Linked DNA regions of Arachis hypogaea: region 1 is linked to region 2. The links are chromatin contacts, called in public Hi-C maps. All regions are on one chromosome and are shown on one strand. The core of a region is the stretch at or near the end of the contact, and the rest is flanking DNA. Distances in the headings are between cores, read along the strand shown.

Evidence for each region. A called contact is a pair of places that touch in the nucleus more often than the background predicts.
Region 1: a Hi-C map of leaf shows a contact between it and region 2, with 4 times the contacts expected there. The contact joins the promoter of LOC112765630 here to the promoter of LOC112765745 in region 2. A contact is called at or near these places in 6 of 8 Hi-C or Micro-C datasets (leaf and an unstated tissue).

What each region holds. Positions count from the first base shown.
Region 1 is chr17:110,212,255-110,216,846 of arahy.Tifrunner.gnm2.J5K5, reverse strand. LOC112765630 (probable methyltransferase At1g29790) reads left to right here and starts at 2,589. Exons shown (of 1, transcript XM_025811517.3): 1 at 2,589-4,592. The coding sequence starts at 3,058. The coding sequence ends at 4,326. It overlaps LOC112764893, which reads left to right and starts at 480. Exons shown (of 2, transcript XM_025810712.3): 1 at 480-967; 2 at 1,845-2,101. The coding sequence starts at 611. The coding sequence ends at 1,874.
Region 2 is chr17:110,037,762-110,041,921 of arahy.Tifrunner.gnm2.J5K5, reverse strand. LOC112765745 (reticulon-like protein B16) reads left to right here and starts at 1,970. Exons shown (of 7, transcript XR_011875503.1): 1 at 1,970-2,453.

The DNA.
Region 1 (4,592 bases), core at 1,340-3,839, 170 kb before region 2:
GTAGAAGAAAGAAAGAAATTTTTATTTTTAAGATTTTTTTCATAGAAGAACAATTTATTGAAATGGTTTTAACTACGGCTGAAATAAAAAAGTGATTTAAATTTTAAGTGAAATTTAGTTCGTTTTTTTATGAAGAAATGTTATTTAATAACACATTTAACTATTTTTTATTTTGTACTTAATATATATATTTAGACCAACGTTGATAATCTTTAGTACAATAGAACATATATTATTAACATAGAACAAACTTAGATTTTAAAATTATATGCATGTGTTCACGGAATTTTAATATAACAAAAAGTAAAAAATATTATAAAAAACAAACAATTTTTTTATAGTAAAAATAAATTATTTAATCCGGTGCATTTGATGCAAATGCTAGTTTACTTATACGAAATGTTTTTCAATAATAATAATAAAAAAACTAGAGAGAACTCAGGCTAACTCGGATTTTTTTTCCCCAGTAACGAGCTCATGTGTAAAAATGGAACCCTAAACCATTGTCAGCAAAAAACTTCGTCTTGCAATTTGTGGTGTTTCCATCACATCGGAAAATCTCTCCGGTGCGGTTGTGGCGTTTTGCTCTCCATCACCTCCGAGTGAGAAAATGTTGAAGTTCCTATCAAAAGTGAAGATCGAGTACAATGCGCTGGACCCGCGAATAGCATCGTGTATGGAGTTCATGGCACAGTGCAACTCACGCAAGGCGAGGGAATCAAACCCTGCGTGCCAGGTGGAGGTGAAGCGCCGAACCGACGAACACCCGCCGCAGATCACGGTGACCTTCGTCAACGGCGTCGAGCAAGCCTTCGATGCGACCTCAACCCCTGCACAGAGCATAAGGACCATGATTCTTGAAAAAGGCCAAACCCTAGAGACCGAGCAGATGTTCCGAGAAGCTGGTGAGTCATGGCCCGTCATCATTCCCAAAGAAGAGCTATCTCAGCCCGCACCTGGCGTCAAGGTTTGTTTTTTCTCGCTTTATCGATTTTGTTTACTTGCGATTATGTTTGGTGCGGTTCCTTTCAATGTTAATTCTCTGCTTTTTATTTCATTGCGGATCTTTTTCTGTTACTTTCTGGATGGTAATTGGTGCTGCATTATCGTCTTTACTTTTGGAATTTAGAATTGTATGGAAACGGAAAACTGCTCTTACATTTATCTGGGACAGTAATTTTGATTTTCAAACTTAAACATCCATGGATTGCATTTTTCAATCTCAAATATGAGTAGTGGATGTCGCATTTAATCTCTTTGTCGCATGATGAGTATAGCTTTTCTCATAGGAGCAATGATGAGTTTGGTGGTTTTCCTGTTCTTCATGCCTGATATCCTACTTTAATTTGATCTTGCCTGTAATAAATTTTAATGCAAAATTGCACATTTTTATTAGGGTGTTTGCAAGGTATTTTTTGCTTGTATTGTTATATAGAATAAGGAAGATACATTACAATTCTGAGATAAATTGAAGTTCCTAAGTGTGCACTATGGATTCATTGATTTTACTACCAAGGTACATGTCATATGTTGCTAGAAACAGCAAAGAAGAAACCATCCGTATTGATTAACTGTATGTTCCAGAATTTTGCTATAAGATGGACATAATTTCTTCCCCGGATATATAAATAATGCTATATAATAATCCATATTAGTTGTCTGTATGCTATCTTTATGTGGTTACTCATTGATGCACTAGTAATACATATGCTTTTGCAAAATGCAACTAATTTCTCTGCATGATCTTACAATTTATGTTTCTCAATATCATTCCGTCCATTTAAATATATGATCTATACCTATTCTATTAATTTTCTTTTTCTTTCATGTGCCCTTCTTTTCAGCCCAGGAAAGCAGAGGAGAAGAAGCAATAGTCATGTATTGTTGAACCTACCAACAGCCAGAAAATGTTCCAATTTTCTCACACATTCTCTCATTTCTTTTTGGCGGGGAGAGTACATGACATGAGATCACGGCTGTTCTGTGCTTTGCTGTATTTTAGAGTTGAATTATTGATATTGATTAAACAAATATGCATGTGACTCGTGTAATAATTATTGTTTCTGAATGCAAAATTTGAAACTGCAGTAATTTCATCCTAGAATTTGTTTTGCTCACTGTAAGCTCTTAAGCTTAGTTATATTTTAGGACAAAAAGCTGTCAAATGATACTAGATTATTATCCAAACGCAAACTATGCAAGAGATGGTCTTTGTTGACCTTTGAAATTGGGATTCGAGTAACTATTGTAATTCAGAGGGGGATTCCAGTAATTATAGCATGGCTTGCATCCCTTGGTGTGGTTTCTTCCTGGTCTGGCTAATAGAATTTTCAAATTTTTATTGCAGTGGATCTGTGGAGTGAAAAAATGTTTTTTAAAGTCTCTAGCACTTGTAACACCTAATAGATAGAAGAGTAATCTCAGTAACAAAACTATATGCTGTTCTTTTTAAGATAGTCATGCAAGATTGCAAATTACTGATGTATTGGGCACTAGTGCCCTCTGCCCAACACTTGGATTTGAAGATTAATGTAATTGATCACTTCCAACCAATAAATAAATAAATAATGGAGAATTAATCTTTATACGAAATATTAAATAGAAAATTCGGCGATTTTTTAATGTAGATGGTGGTGCTTTTGTGGTAGTGAAGTGGAGTTTGAAATGTCTTTGCGGAAGTTATAATCCGCTAGTATGTGCTGGAAATAGCGGAGATTATCTACCAAAATCTAACGAGGGTTGTGGCAATCGCTAAAACGGAAGGAGATTACGAAATTTGAGGCGGTTTTATCCCCAACTATCATATCAAAATAATATGTAATGGAAAACGAAAATAGACAGTACGACACATATTCCGCTGCGGTGTAGTAAGTGCAGAGAGAGGGAAGCACTGCGCATTTGTTTGAAGCGAATAATGAAAAGCTCACATGTTGATAAGTAAGTAACAAGCGCAACCGACAAGAGTGTTGCAGTGAGAGTGTGAGAAGAGTTCCTTCATTCACGAGATATCCAAATCTATCCATCACTGAGTTTGGAACACTCAAAACTCTCACTGAGATGGGTTCTGTTTCTCTGAAGATAGGCGATGGAACTGCGAGATTCAAGAGTGCCACTGTGTGTTCTTCAGCTGTCAACATCCTCATGATATTCTCCGTTATCACCACCAACCTCTTCGCACTCTACGCTTTCACCGCTTCCAACAAACACCACCAAAGCCAGCACCTTCTCCTCCAGCATGCTCACAAGAACTTCTCCCTCATCTCCGAGCAGGTCCAGCTCATACTCAACGAGATCGATTCCTCTCAGAAGAAGCTTGCCCAGATGGAGAAACAGCTTCTCGGTTACGATACCATCGATCTTTCAAGGCCCAACATTGCACCCGAGCTCAAACTCTTTCTCCAGCAACACCAGCTCCCTCTCGGCAAGGATTCCAAGACTGGAATCACTGAGATGGTGCCATCTGTTGGCCATTCCTGCGAGAAATCCTCCGACTTGTTGTCTCAGTACATGACTTACAAGGTTTATGGAAGCTGCCAAGATGATTGGATTTTGGCGCAGAAGCTTATCTTGCGTGCCTGTGAGCCTTTGCCTCGAAGAAGGTGTTTTGCTAAGTTCGTTTCCAAGGTCGGCCTTTATCCTTTTCCTGATTCACTTTGGAAACTTGTTGCTAATAAAACTGTTAACTGGAGTGGTCTTAGTTGTAAGAATTTTCAGTGTTTGAATGGGAAGAAGTTGAATAGAGAGTGTATTGGCTGTTTTGATTTGCTTAATGGTTATGAGAGTCAGAGGTTTATTAAGGCTAGGGGTAAGAATGACTTTCTCATTGATGATGTGTTGGAACTGGGAAGTGGTGGAATCAGAGTTGGGCTTGATCTTGGAGGTGGCTCTGGCTCCTTTGCCGCTAGAATGGCCGAAAGGAATGTAACTGTGGTTACTAGTACTCTGAATGTTGATGCCCCTTTCAGCGAATTCATTGCGGCAAGGGGATTATTCCCTCTTTACTTGAGCTTAGATCATAGGTTCCCGTTCTATGACAATGTGTTTGACTTGGTCCATGCTGCAAGTTCCTTGGATGTTGGTGGGAAACCAGAGAAGTTAGAGTTTTTGATGTTCGACATTGATCGCATTTTGCGCCCGGATGGCTTGTTTTGGCTGGACAACTTCTATTGCACAAGTGATGAGAAGAAGAGAGAACTGACTCGGTTGATCGAAAAGTTTGGATATAAAAAGTTGAAATGGGTTGTGGGAGAGAAAATTGATAGTCTTGGATCAGGCAAGTCTGAAGTTGTCTTATCTGCTGTTCTTCAGAAGCCAGTAAGGGTGTAAAGCGTAGGGACTAATGCAACACCGGAAGGAAAGAGGTAAGAACACTCTTGCTTCTGAATATGAGGTGCTTCTAACATCATCAAATCCTCTATCTGAAGTGGAGTGCATGAATGGCTCTTTTAGGTTATCTTTTATATGTATTCTGGTATTAGCTATTTTGTAGTTGACTAGTTGGTAAATTTTTAGAAACTGATAAATGAATTGTATTTTTGGAACAAGGTTAACTTATGTCTTTAGATATTGTAGTTATAATCTTCCATTCTTGA
Region 2 (4,160 bases), core at 721-3,220:
CCTCCTGGTTTGTCGTGCTCGAAGGCCCCCCGTTTGCCCAACACCAGCATCTCCAGGTTCTGCTCCTCTGCCGTCCGTCTGCCGTGTTCATCGCTAGCTCGCTAGCGTTTGTCACCAACTCCCCGTCGTTCGTTGCTAGCTCACCAGTGTTCGTCGCCAGCTTTCCATCGTTCGTCGCTCTCAAATCTCTGGCCACTGCCCTCGCCTAAGGGAATGCTCAATTAATGCTTAGTGTTTTTTCTTGGTTGATTGGCTTTGCTCACTGCTTGATGATAAATTTTAACTTGATTACTGACTTACTAGCTTTGTTGTTGCTTGTTCTGGGTTGATTAACTTTGTTACTGGCTTAGTGATTGGTAATAAATTGATACTAATAAATTGTTACTGACTTGTTCTTGCCTTTTTTTCGTTGTTAAATTTTGTTAAAAAATTTTTTATGATAAATTCTGTGCTCATTGCCTCATTCAATACTTTTTTCTTCTGTTGTTAATCATTGTGCTAAGCTTGTTAAAATTGGGTTGAAAACTTTGTTAATCTTTGTTAAAGCATATTAAATTTTGTGTTCAAAATTAGAAATCATGGATAACAACATTATAGTAAAACAAAATATTTTGTGTATTGAAATAAACTCATAGGTTATGGCATATTCTTGATATGTGGTGATGTTTTCGTTATTGCAAGCATTGTGTAACAGATTGTTCCTGCTTTGACAGATTGAGTTTCTGTGAATTACTTATAAACCAAAAAACAAAACACTCTTAAAAAAATATTTGTAATTTAATCACAAAATGTAATAAATTGAGTATTGAAATGAACTCATAATATCGTCTTATTGATATTTTAGTAATTATATTTTACTATTTTAGCACTAAAAAATAAGATAATTATCATTTTCATCTGTGTTAATACCATTGAATATGAAAAAACATTAAAACGATATTTGATAGTTTATTCATATATTTTATTGTAAAATCTGAAAAGCGAAACAACATATTATTATTAGATATTAATAATATTATATATATTATATATATTTTATATTTATTGAATTAAATTTAAAAGAAATAATTTAATTAGTGATTCATGTGTTAAACCATAATTATCAAATTTGACTCGATCCGGCCAGTTCGATCAGAGACCTAGTCACCCAGTCATTTGGTCGGGTTGAGCCACTAATTAGACCACTCTTGTATCAGACCCGGCAAAAACCAAATTGATCCAGACGGGTTTTAATAAAACCGGTGATCCACCCGGTTTATATGACCCAGACCGGCTCATACATAATTTTAAAAAAAGAAACGGCGTCGTTTGCCAACATAGTTATCAAATCCAGATCGGAACAAACGAACAAATCGGTCAAATTCAAAAAACTCGGTCAAATATGGCCTAAACCTAGAATTGAACCTGATCGGTTGATCTGCTGAGTTCGAACTTGACACCTTCAAAATATAAAGGAGTCTTCAACCACTAGACCAAGTTTAGTCTTTGTATTATATTATGCCTTTTTATAAATATATTACAAACTATTAGACATATTCTAATTAATAACTTTATGTATTAATTCTTTTAGTCATGTTAATTTAAAATATTTTTTATTTTTTTGTCTTTTTATTCTAATGAATAGTGTTCATATTAATTTAATTTTTTATTTTATATTTATTCTTTCTTAAATTAATTAATTTTTAATTATATATAATTATTAAAATAAACATTAAACTTTGTTAAATATCTATAAATTAAAAAAAATAAGCAAAAAACTTTTACTAATCATAATATTTTTTGTTATTGATAATTATATGACATCTATTAATATTAATATATTTTAATATATATTTAAATAATATAATAGATACTATTTAATTAATAAATAAAAAAATAAATTAATTTAATATAAAAAAATTATTATAAAAAAATTAAATTTTATATAATTATTTTATTATAACCGAATTTATCGATTCAACTTATAACCCATAAGTTGAATTAATAATCTATTGATTCAGTAGACTGGGTCTATTATCGGTTCGATTTTGATAACTATGTTTGCCAACCCCCACCCCCAAATGCCCTAATCTGATCCGCAGTGACCCACCCCTGCCCTCAAGCCTCAACGTCTCTCCTTTGGGGTCTCTTTCTCGCCATTCTCTCCCTCAAGCTCTCTCACCTCTCTACGCCACTCTCGTCTCCGGTGTGTCACTTCTCTCTCGGTCTGGCACTCACCGTTTTGGAATCAAGCTCGTCAGCGCTCTGTCCTCACCGTCTCAAGCTGAGTCACCGCCTTCCTGGGCTCGCTTCGCGGGCGGGAGAACCAGACGGAACCACACGGAACCCAGTCGCGCGCCTTCGCCTACGCTCGCCGTCACCAGAAGCAGAGGCAGCAGGTCCCGGTGGGCTGGTCTTCGTTCGTCTTCTTGCTTGGAGCCTCGCCGTCAGCTTCCTTGGCGCAACCCGATTTGGTGAGTTCCAACAAATTCCCCCTTTCTTTCTGTTTCAATTTCGATGCTGTAATTCATAACTGCAGTTTGATTTTGTTACTGAAAGTTAAATTTGTTGCTGAAAGTTGAATGTGTTGCTGCAATTTATTCCTGATTATCACTGAACGTTGAATTTGTTGTCTTGCTGAAATAATCACTTAACTTCAATTTATTCATTGCTGAATGAATTTGTTTCTGATTGAACGTTGAGTTTGTTGATGTAATAAACACTCACTTGAATTTGTTTGTTACTGAAAATCAGCACTGAGTTAAAATTGTTATTAATTATCATTACGATTGAAGCTATTGTTGTCTTGGTGAAATAATTACTTGGCCAAATTTTATGCTGATGTCTGTAAATCATCTTTTGAGCTAAATCTTTTGTTGCTGAAAATTATTATAGTTGAATTTGTTGTTGAAAATGGGGTTCATGTTCTCTGCAACTCAGAATAAAATTATTCAGTTAAATTGTTGTTTCCATGCTTTCTGTTTGTATTATTATGAATTATTCTTGGTATTGATTTGTGAAAAATACACAAATGAAGATATAGATGCAAATTAAAATGAAGGAAATGTCGGTCAAGCTTCAAATTTGTCCTATGAAGATATAGATGTCAATTTTCAGATTATTTTTTGGATTTGATTTACTGATTGTGTGATTTTTCGCCCTCTCTTGTTCATTTAAATTTAGAAAGTATTTTGTACTAGTGATTAGTTTATTATCTCTTTTTGCATAATTAGTTATGTCTAAGAATTGATACTTGATTGTTATTAATATGTTTGTGAAGACATCATTTTAAGTTTCAACTTTTGATGTTAATTTTATTTTTATAATTTTATATTTTTATTTAATTATGACCGGGTCAACCGAATGAATCAATGACCCACCAGTTGAACCTGTAACCCACTGACCCGGTGACCCGGGTGTGTGACCGGGTAAATTACTGGTTCGATTTTGATAACTATGGGTTAAACTACTAATCTACATTCCCTGATCCAGCACTTTGAGTGAGTTGATTATCCATTCGATTTTGATAAGTATGAGAAGGAAAAGGATCACACTTGTGCCTTAACTTACCAGCTAGCAAGGGTTAAGTCAGCTGGTAAATACTAACTACCTTTTGAGTATTCTTCATTTCTTCCTTCCTTCCAGAATTTGAGAGGAGTCACCAACATTTGATTCCATTTGATTCACCCTTCATAAACCCTAATTTTCAACCAAGCAACGTTCCACCTAGTTTTCTTTCTTTTTCCCTTTCAGCGTTCTCTTCTAACCTTGCTTTTATCAAATTCTAGGGTTTATCACACAGAATTTGATGATCTGATTCATGTTTCTCTCCCCTAACCCTACGCTTTACTAACCGTGCTTTTATAAGATTCTATTTGAATCATCGTTACGTTGAAGAAACCATGTAATTTGGCTTTCAATATCTTTTCCCGTTAAAATAATTGTTCGATTGGTTGTTTATTATATATCCATACTAATTATGAGTGGGATCATGCCATGTTTAATCACTGTATTTTGTGTAGATTGTGTAACAAAGAAAATTTCTTGGCTTTGATGGTTATGCCTGTGATTTTGGTAATTTAACCTAAAGCATTAGTTCGAATTGTGGGGAAGTTTTGTTTGTATCATCTTTGTGAAGCTTTGAGTAAGTTTATTTATTAAATGTAATTGTATGTTTGTTC